Regions from separate parts of the Zea mays genome. Here region 1 is linked to region 2. The links are chromatin contacts, called in public Hi-C maps. All regions are on one chromosome and are shown on one strand. The core of a region is the stretch at or near the end of the contact, and the rest is flanking DNA. Distances in the headings are between cores, read along the strand shown. Region 1 holds the start of LOC100382673 (evolutionarily conserved C-terminal region 10). Region 2 overlaps LOC100191298.

Region 1 (4,062 bases), core at 1,173-3,672, 510 kb before region 2:
CCTTGACCAAACAACCCAGGAGCATTATTTGGCTGTGTCAGTGCTGCAAAAGGTCAAAACAAAGTCAGGCATGGCTTTAAGCACTACTCCCTCCGTCCGTTTTTATTTGACGTCTGCCAGCACAAAGTTAAACTATATGGCGTCAAATAAATAATAACGGAGGTAGTACATTATAACACATATTGTTTGCAGTCATAAAAATTTTGCCTACAGGAAAAGTAGAAACTTTAGAAGAGAAACACTACCTCTGTCAAATGAGCTGAATGGTTGATGATACCCTGGTGTGGGTGAATATAGAAGGCCATCAGGAAGGAAATACTCTTGCTGCAGCATAGGGTCTCCTTGGGACATTCCAGTTGCGGAGTTTGAATATCCCATGCTAGGAGAAGCTGGTGGTTGATAGTAAGGATTTGAGAAGGAATAGTGCACAGGGAAGTATTGTTGGCCATCTCCAGCAGTGGAAACAGGAGAATATGCTCCATACATCATTTGGGGGTTGTTTGCATATCCAGCAGATAGCATGAGGGACTGGTTGTCATTGTAGATTCCCTTCAAGAAAAAAATATTTAGAAAAAAATCAAGAAAACACAAAGAAGCTCGGTAATTCCAGCAACTTACGGGAGATACGGAATGGAGCCCCTCCATATTCACATAATGGGGATATTCCTCCCATTGTCCTGAAGGGTTCATGTATCCTACAGCAAGGGGAAGAAAAAAGAATATCAAATTTAAAACAGCACTCCATGAGAAGTAAATGTTGCTCCCTTGATAAAGAGCCTAAGTCTCTAATTGAATAATATACTCAGTGCCCTCATCAGCACAAGATCGATGCAATAGAGGTGAACAAAGCAGATGAAACGTCAATTGTACAGCCAGTGAAAAGACAAATTTAGCTGGAAGCAATAGAAGATTGTTCAGAAGCTACGGATATATTTCCGTCTCGTGCTTTATGCAACAGAATTCAGAACATGTGCTAACATTAATTAAAAGGCAATGAATATACCCTAACCTCCAGGATAGAGTGGTTGTGGCTGTGGTGCATACACATTTTGCTGGTAGAGATAAGGTTGCTCTCCAGCTTTTCCGACAGAGCTAGCCTTCTCTGGTGGGCCGTTTGGCGATCTCAAGGAGCTAGCGCCACGTGCATTGCCTGTAGTCACATTCTCTGTACCAGAAAGAATCTGTCGCAATTGAAACATGTTCATGAACAACATTTCAAAGCACAGATCAGAAAGAAAATAAAATATAAATGGAACTAAACAACATTTCAAAGCACAGATCAGAAAGAAAATAAACTATAAATGGAACTAAATTACCTGGTCCTTGGCGTTTGCACTCTTGGAGGGGTTATTCTCAAGTACAGGCCCCGTCTGCAACGGAGCCGTGCTATCTACAAAAAACATAAATATAGAAAGATAAGTTGGCAGTAGCATTCGTGGAAAGTTGCCTTGATTTGGTGCAAAATAGCTAAAATTTAAAGACAAGCATGATACTTGTAGAAAACAGAAACAAGACCTCGCAAGCTGTACAACTCGTCAACTACCCATTCACAAGCATTCGAAAGCTACTACGTGCATATGCACAGGACAATCACAGGCGTTGACATGATCAGGTCATCAGCACCAACCAGCTGTCCCGCTGTACAGTAGCTTACTCGAATACCTAGTATGTACTGAAGCTAGAGCTTCCCGTTGGGTACTTAGTACTTACAATCGTATCCTGTTCGTACTGGCAGCAACTTTCCCGTGCTAGCTCCTGTAAAACGGCTACGGCTAGCAATACCCCGAGCCGTCCCTCCTGTGGGCGGACCGCGGACGTGCCCCGGCAAAACGGGAAAAGGCATAAAAGACGCTATTGCCCTCACGAGGACGTGAGGCAACGTAATCAGCACAAATCCCAGCCGCAGCCTGCTCCGCGCATCTTCTTCCACGGCTGGGTACGAGCACGCAACCCCGACGGGAAAATCGCAGTTACGGGGCTTCCGAGGAGCGAAGGAACCGTAGCCCCGGAACCAATCTTGACCTAGGAGCCCCCACCGCGAGCCCGGGCAGCAGGGCCGGCTCCGAAATCGCAGACCCGGCGCGAATTCCCGCCGAATCCAGCGCGCAGAGCCCTTCGAGCAAGAGAATTCGAGCAGCGACACAGCGCAATCACGACCCAGCGACAAGGGGAACCAAAAAAGTCAAACCCCAATCCAGCAACAGGAGGCAAGGTCTCACCAGCGGGGACCTGGGCCCGGTGCGGCGCGGCGGCCATGGCGGGGATCCGGGCGCGGCGGTAGGTGGCGCGGGCGGGCTCGCGCGTGGAGTCCTCCTCCCGGCGAGGGTTTAAGCATCAAATTCGGGAGAAGCGAGGGGGGAGGGGAGCAAAAAAAAGGGAAAATGCTCTTCCCCCCTTTTTATTGGACGCGACGAGAGGAGTGGGGAAGAAAAGAAACCACGAGCGTCTCTCCCAACCAATGATTTTATACAACAGCGGAAATAGGCGACGTGCCGCCCCGCGCGTTGGCTGATCCCGGCCCGGCCCACCGGGTTCGTTCTTAACGGGTCTGATCGGGCTTGGGGACCCGGTTGTGCTTGTGAGGTGGTACTCACTACTCAGATCTGATCCGGACTCGTGACGGATCTGTCTGCCACGGACTTTTATTTAGGATCGGCGGCACGTGCGGTTTTGGGTTTGAGAAATTGAGAGCAATAATATATCTGTCCTTTAGATTTTTTTTTCTAAAATATTTTCCCTTTTATATCTCATTTATCTTTAACAACATGTATCGTCCTCTATATAGTAAACGCACATATTACAGGTATGTTTTGCCCTAATTTTATATACATATGCACATACTCTAATACATTTATACATATATTTGTTTAACTTAATTCACTGTTTAAAGTATTACAATGGATAGTGAACAGAACAAATAATCTCTATATATAGAGAGACTGGAGAACGTTCTCTATATTTAGATGACGCTTTAAAGACATCGTAAATATATATAGATATAGAAATCTTCTCTGAATATAAGGTAGGTTTAGGGTTTAGCATACCTATTCCTTGTTCGTGAATCATGAAACCAAGGAATAATTATCCTACAGTCACCTCGGACGCACACTCTTTGGGGTTCTTCTTCAACCCGTGGAGTCTGGTTCTCTAGAACACTTTTCCTTATTCGTGAGAAAATGTAAGGTATAATGTACTTTGTTTCACATGTTTTTAATAAAATCTAGCCGGTACTTAGAGAATAATAATAATCATCAATAATAACAAAAATAGATTAAAAATAAAACTTTTAATCCATTGTTGCCGTGAGAAAAATGTGAGGTATAATGTGTGCCGATGTCAAAGTTGAAATCTGCTAGCACAGGCACACTGGCAGCACGGGCAAAGCGAAACAATGATTGTCGTCCCCCGCCTCTGGCAGCGCCCACGACCCATCCCCGTGGATCACCTATGAGTCCTCATCCCCCTGGTAGCACCTAGGCCCCGACGGCGGCGGCTGCGCAACAGGTCTCCGGCGACGGCGGCTACGCGACAGGTCTCCAGCGGTGGCGGCTGCGCAACGGCCTCTGGCAGTGGCTACGCGATAGGCCTCTGGCGTTGTGTGATGTGAAGAGGAGACCTACGTGTAGGAGGAATCCCAGCCGGGGTGACGATGATGCCGAACTCTGTGCAGATAATGGCGCGGTCGAACAGAAAATGGATGGAGATTGTTTGAAGGATGTAAATAATTTGGTGAATATACGTTATATTAATAATATGTCCAAATTTAACTAATAGTCTTGTTTAGTCTAGCAGAGAAAACAAGTTCTTTTGCACTATATAGGAGCTCGAGAGTTCAAATCCTTTAGGCAGATGTTTTTCTACCTTTTTTTCTCAGTTAAACATTTTGATTTTTATATAATTTTTCCCTCAGTTTTGTAGCGTAGTATGGGCGTTGGTTGTAAATTATAGGTATTTTTCAACATGTATATTGATTTTTATTAATAACTACAATAGACATTTTAAATAATTACTTATTTGTAATATCTTATGATGATATGGAACTGTCATATAGTTATGACATTT
Region 2 (3,822 bases), core at 1,031-3,530:
GTTTTTTTTTGTACCCCAATATGATTAAACTTACTCCACATTTCTATGTTTTCGTATCAGTGATCATTACAGAAACTGCTCTTAAGCACCTTCTGCTACCACTTTTACACTTCATTTAATCTCTGTCACCGCGTTTGCGGCAGAGGGATCATTACAGAAGCCGTCGCAACTCGCAAGACGTTGCGATGCGAGTTTAATCGGACACCTGTGTTTACTCGCTTGTGAAGAACTTTGTGCTGGAATTGATATACAATCATAAAATTATCTTAAGGCTGAGTTTTTTTTTATAAAAAATGTATATATTCCTTGGGGAAAGAGCAGTGTTGCATTTCGGGGGCGGATTGAGCAGCTGTTTTCGTGATTGAATCCTCCTTCCTGTGTCAGGAAAAAGATTTGCCGGTAGGCCCGGGCGTCCACTCCAGGCTGGCCTTAGCACGAACCAGCTCACAGCTCCGCCTGACAAAACGGCCTGCGAATTGACGTCAGCAAGGATGTCACCTGAAAGCAAAGGTTTGCGCTGTACGGCAAGTCACGTGTACATAGAATAGAGATAGACTGTAGTTTGTTTTGTGCACCGCGGACGACTGTTCAACCGTCGTCTCACGTCAGTTGCTCTGTACTCACGACTTGGCCCTGGATGGAACAATCGCTTGCCAAAACGTTCATTTGATAATGAATGTCATCCACAGTAGGACACCTGTTGTGCTGTCAAATCTCCGCGAAAATCCGGGCGTTTGTTTCATTTGTTAAGTTACAACTGAAGCACGTAAATTTCACCACGACTGACCATGCTTCGACGATGGCGAATTGTATCATTGGCAATGGCTAGACCATTTAACCCCCCTCTCGTGTTCTCTCAAATTAAAGAATCTTCATAATACGTCCTTTTTTAGAACATCGTAATTTTTTTTGCCTTCTATATCTTGTGTTTCCTTGTGAAAAACCGAATTAATTTATGTGAAACTCTGTTGTTTCAAAGTGTCCTAAATTTCTTGTACAAAAAAAAAACATAGGTCCAAGTCTCTAACCAACAGTCACACACCATGTAAGGGCTAGTTTGGAAGACACAATATCGGAAGGGATTGAACCAAACAATATCGGAAGGGATTGAAGGGGCTAAAATCCCTTTCTTATTCAATTTTAAATAAGAAGGAGATTTTAGCCCCTCCAATCCCCTCCGGTATTTTAGCTCCCAAACTAGTCCTAAGAGACATTCCGCCTGTTTGGATGAATGTACCCACACGTACAATCTCGCGCGAGCCTGACCAACCGCGTACGTCCGTTTTGGACGTACGTGTGGATGCATCTAACATAACTTATTTTGTGTCTGTCCATGCAGCCTGCGCTTCACACGTGCAGCCAACCAAACACAAACTCAGATAAAGTCAACACACGTGGTCACGCGGGACGAGACGATGCAGCTAACCAATCACATGAATTATTTTCACAGATCACGCTATAATGGTTTGTCATTTTTTTTATACACTATAACCGGTGGAATGCTAGGTGGCCAAGAGCCACCAGATCGACTCTACTGGCTGCTGGTCGTGCCGTGACAGCCGGAATGAAAGCTCGCAAGACGACAACAACTCGGATTGGGATTAATGCCGAAAGGGGCAGCGGTGATTGCCCGATTAGGACAACAACTCGTAATCGGGCAGGAAGTGGAAGGCAGGCTGGAACGTTCTGGAACCAAATGAGCCTGAGGATAAACCCAGCACCAACGTCGATCTCGTGCTCTCTAAAAGGCATCGGTCGGTTGATTACCATAGCTCACTCATCCACTCTAATCAATCAACCAGACAAAAAAGAGGCCGCTACTAGTTCGGTGAAATCCCATCCAAGCTCTCAATTGTACGTGACACTTCCATCCATCAGCATGTTTGGGGTTGTCTCAAGTCATCATGCGCTTTTCAAACAACCCATTACTTACCTAGCTAACCGAAACGAACGCAAAGCGAAAAAATATAATTTTTTTTTAAAAAAATGAGGTTCCCAAACCAGCCCTCTCTATTTTTCTTTATCTATCGAGATTTAGATAAAAATAAACTAGCTAATTACAAATGACAAATAGATACCGGAGAAAGAGATATAGTTTAGGGTAACGGGTCCTAATCCTAACAGTGGTCCATTACTCTGACCAGGCGCGCCTCACCGTCCCCTGCAGCTCTGCAGCCTTTCTTGCCATTCATTGGTCGACGCGAACAGTCCGACATGGCGCTAGGCCGGCGCTGCGGACGCAGCTATCCCCCCGGCCGGCCGTGACGCGCTGTGCGTGCCGCCCCTCTGCTCCAGCTGGTTTTTCTTTTTCCACCAGGGTCTGGGTAGCTTCCACCCGAACGTTCCAGAAGGACACGTGTCGACCTCTGCCTCGCGCCCGCGTGACAGGCGCATAGGTCAACGCGGTGGACCCTGTTGACTTTTTCTGGGTGGCCTTTTGCCGCCGCTGTGCATACATACAGAAACAGAAGGAAGGACGAACGGACGTAGAAGCGCACAAAAACCGTCCATGGTGCGGTGCCCAAAGAGCAACTGCACACAGGCGGCGGGATGAGATCACGAGAAGTTCCCTACCGCCCGATGATGGCAGCAGGTCGGGTAAAGTGCGGATAAGCCATTTACCCGTCCGCTAACATATCCGTGTTTGTAGTGTTTATTTGTGCCCGCGAGAGATTGCGGGTAAATTTTTTAATCCGTGTCCGTACCCGCAGGATATCTGCGGATATCGGGCAACTCGTTACCCGCCAGAAAATACATAGAGTATGTGGTCATGTTCATTTTACCAAGAACACAACAACTTGACAGACATAATAATGACAAGGAACATAGTTCAAACTTAAAAGTCCACAAACATGATCAATCATCCACAAACATAAGTCTCAAACTCTTAAGATAATTAATTATTACAACACAATGTTTTAGGATAAAATGAACACATGGGCGATATTTTGATGGGCTAGTAAATTAAGCGGGTAACGGGTAATACCCGCGGGTGAGAAGTGTTACCCGTATCCTTACCCATGGGCGAGATTTCTTACCCGTATCCATACCCATCGGGTACGAAACCCGCGGATATCCGTGCCCGCGGGCAGAATTGCCATCCCTACTTTGTTGGATCCAAGGAGAGATTGGTGAGGATCAAACCTCTTCCTATTAATCATTTTAGATCTTCTTCAATCCCTTTCAGATTTGTTCATATTTGTTCGTTGCGTCTAGATCAAAGAGGATAGAAAGAATTAAATCCCCCTCTATTCAGCTTCGCTAGTAGCGAAGGATTAAATCTCGTAATCCTTTTTCGATCCATCCAGACGCAATCGAACAAGTTCTCAAACAGAACAAGCCATAAATATAATTGCGGGGCACACCATATAAATACTAATAGATGAACTAGAGAGAATTTCATATTGATCCTTGATCATGTATCTACAGAAGAAATGGACGGTAGAGATGCAGGAGCATATACAAGTTCATCCATATGGTCAACTAAAATAATGTTTTACGTTGTAGACTGTATTGTTCGTATTATGAATAATAAAATTTAAATATAAATATAAGAATAATTAAGCTGCCTAACACCGGTTCCAAGGAGCAACTCCACCCAGGGCGGTTCCCATTCCCATTACAATATCTGTAGCATCCGCTTTGCCCCGTCGAACACAACGACGGCGAGACAGCAAACCTGCGCGCACTAATGCGAGTGCAAAAAAAAAAAAATCTTAAGAGAGAGATTATGTTAACCGACCGATGTTTTTTTACCTTGCCGTTCAATTGTACATGCATATTTCCGGCGTAGAAAAAAAAACGAAACAAAACAAAGTAAAA

What was found. Hi-C and Micro-C count contacts between places; a contact is called where the count stands out from the background.
Region 1: a contact with region 2 is called in a Hi-C map of ear, with 2.2 times the contacts expected there. The contact joins the promoter of LOC100382673 here to the enhancer-like site in region 2. A contact is called at or near these places in 3 of 25 Hi-C or Micro-C datasets (ear, leaf and tassel).

What each region holds. Positions count from the first base shown.
Region 1 is chr4:28,297,198-28,301,259 of Zm-B73-REFERENCE-NAM-5.0, reverse strand. LOC100382673 (evolutionarily conserved C-terminal region 10) reads right to left here and starts at 2,422. Exons shown (of 9, transcript NM_001175397.1): 1 at 2,220-2,422; 2 at 1,317-1,390; 3 at 1,010-1,181; 4 at 619-695; 5 at 246-549; 6 at 1-43. The coding sequence starts at 2,256.
Region 2 is chr4:27,785,264-27,789,085 of Zm-B73-REFERENCE-NAM-5.0, reverse strand. It overlaps LOC100191298, which reads left to right. Exons shown (of 8, transcript NM_001136732.2): 8 at 1-44. Among protein-coding and RNA genes, the nearest start is that of LOC100191298, 11 kb to the left of the region's middle. Within about 2 kb of position 2,280, at least 19 of the 20 cell types and tissues checked have an H3K27ac peak or open chromatin away from gene starts, as enhancers often do. A contact at or near this core is called in ear, leaf and tassel, where this site is marked.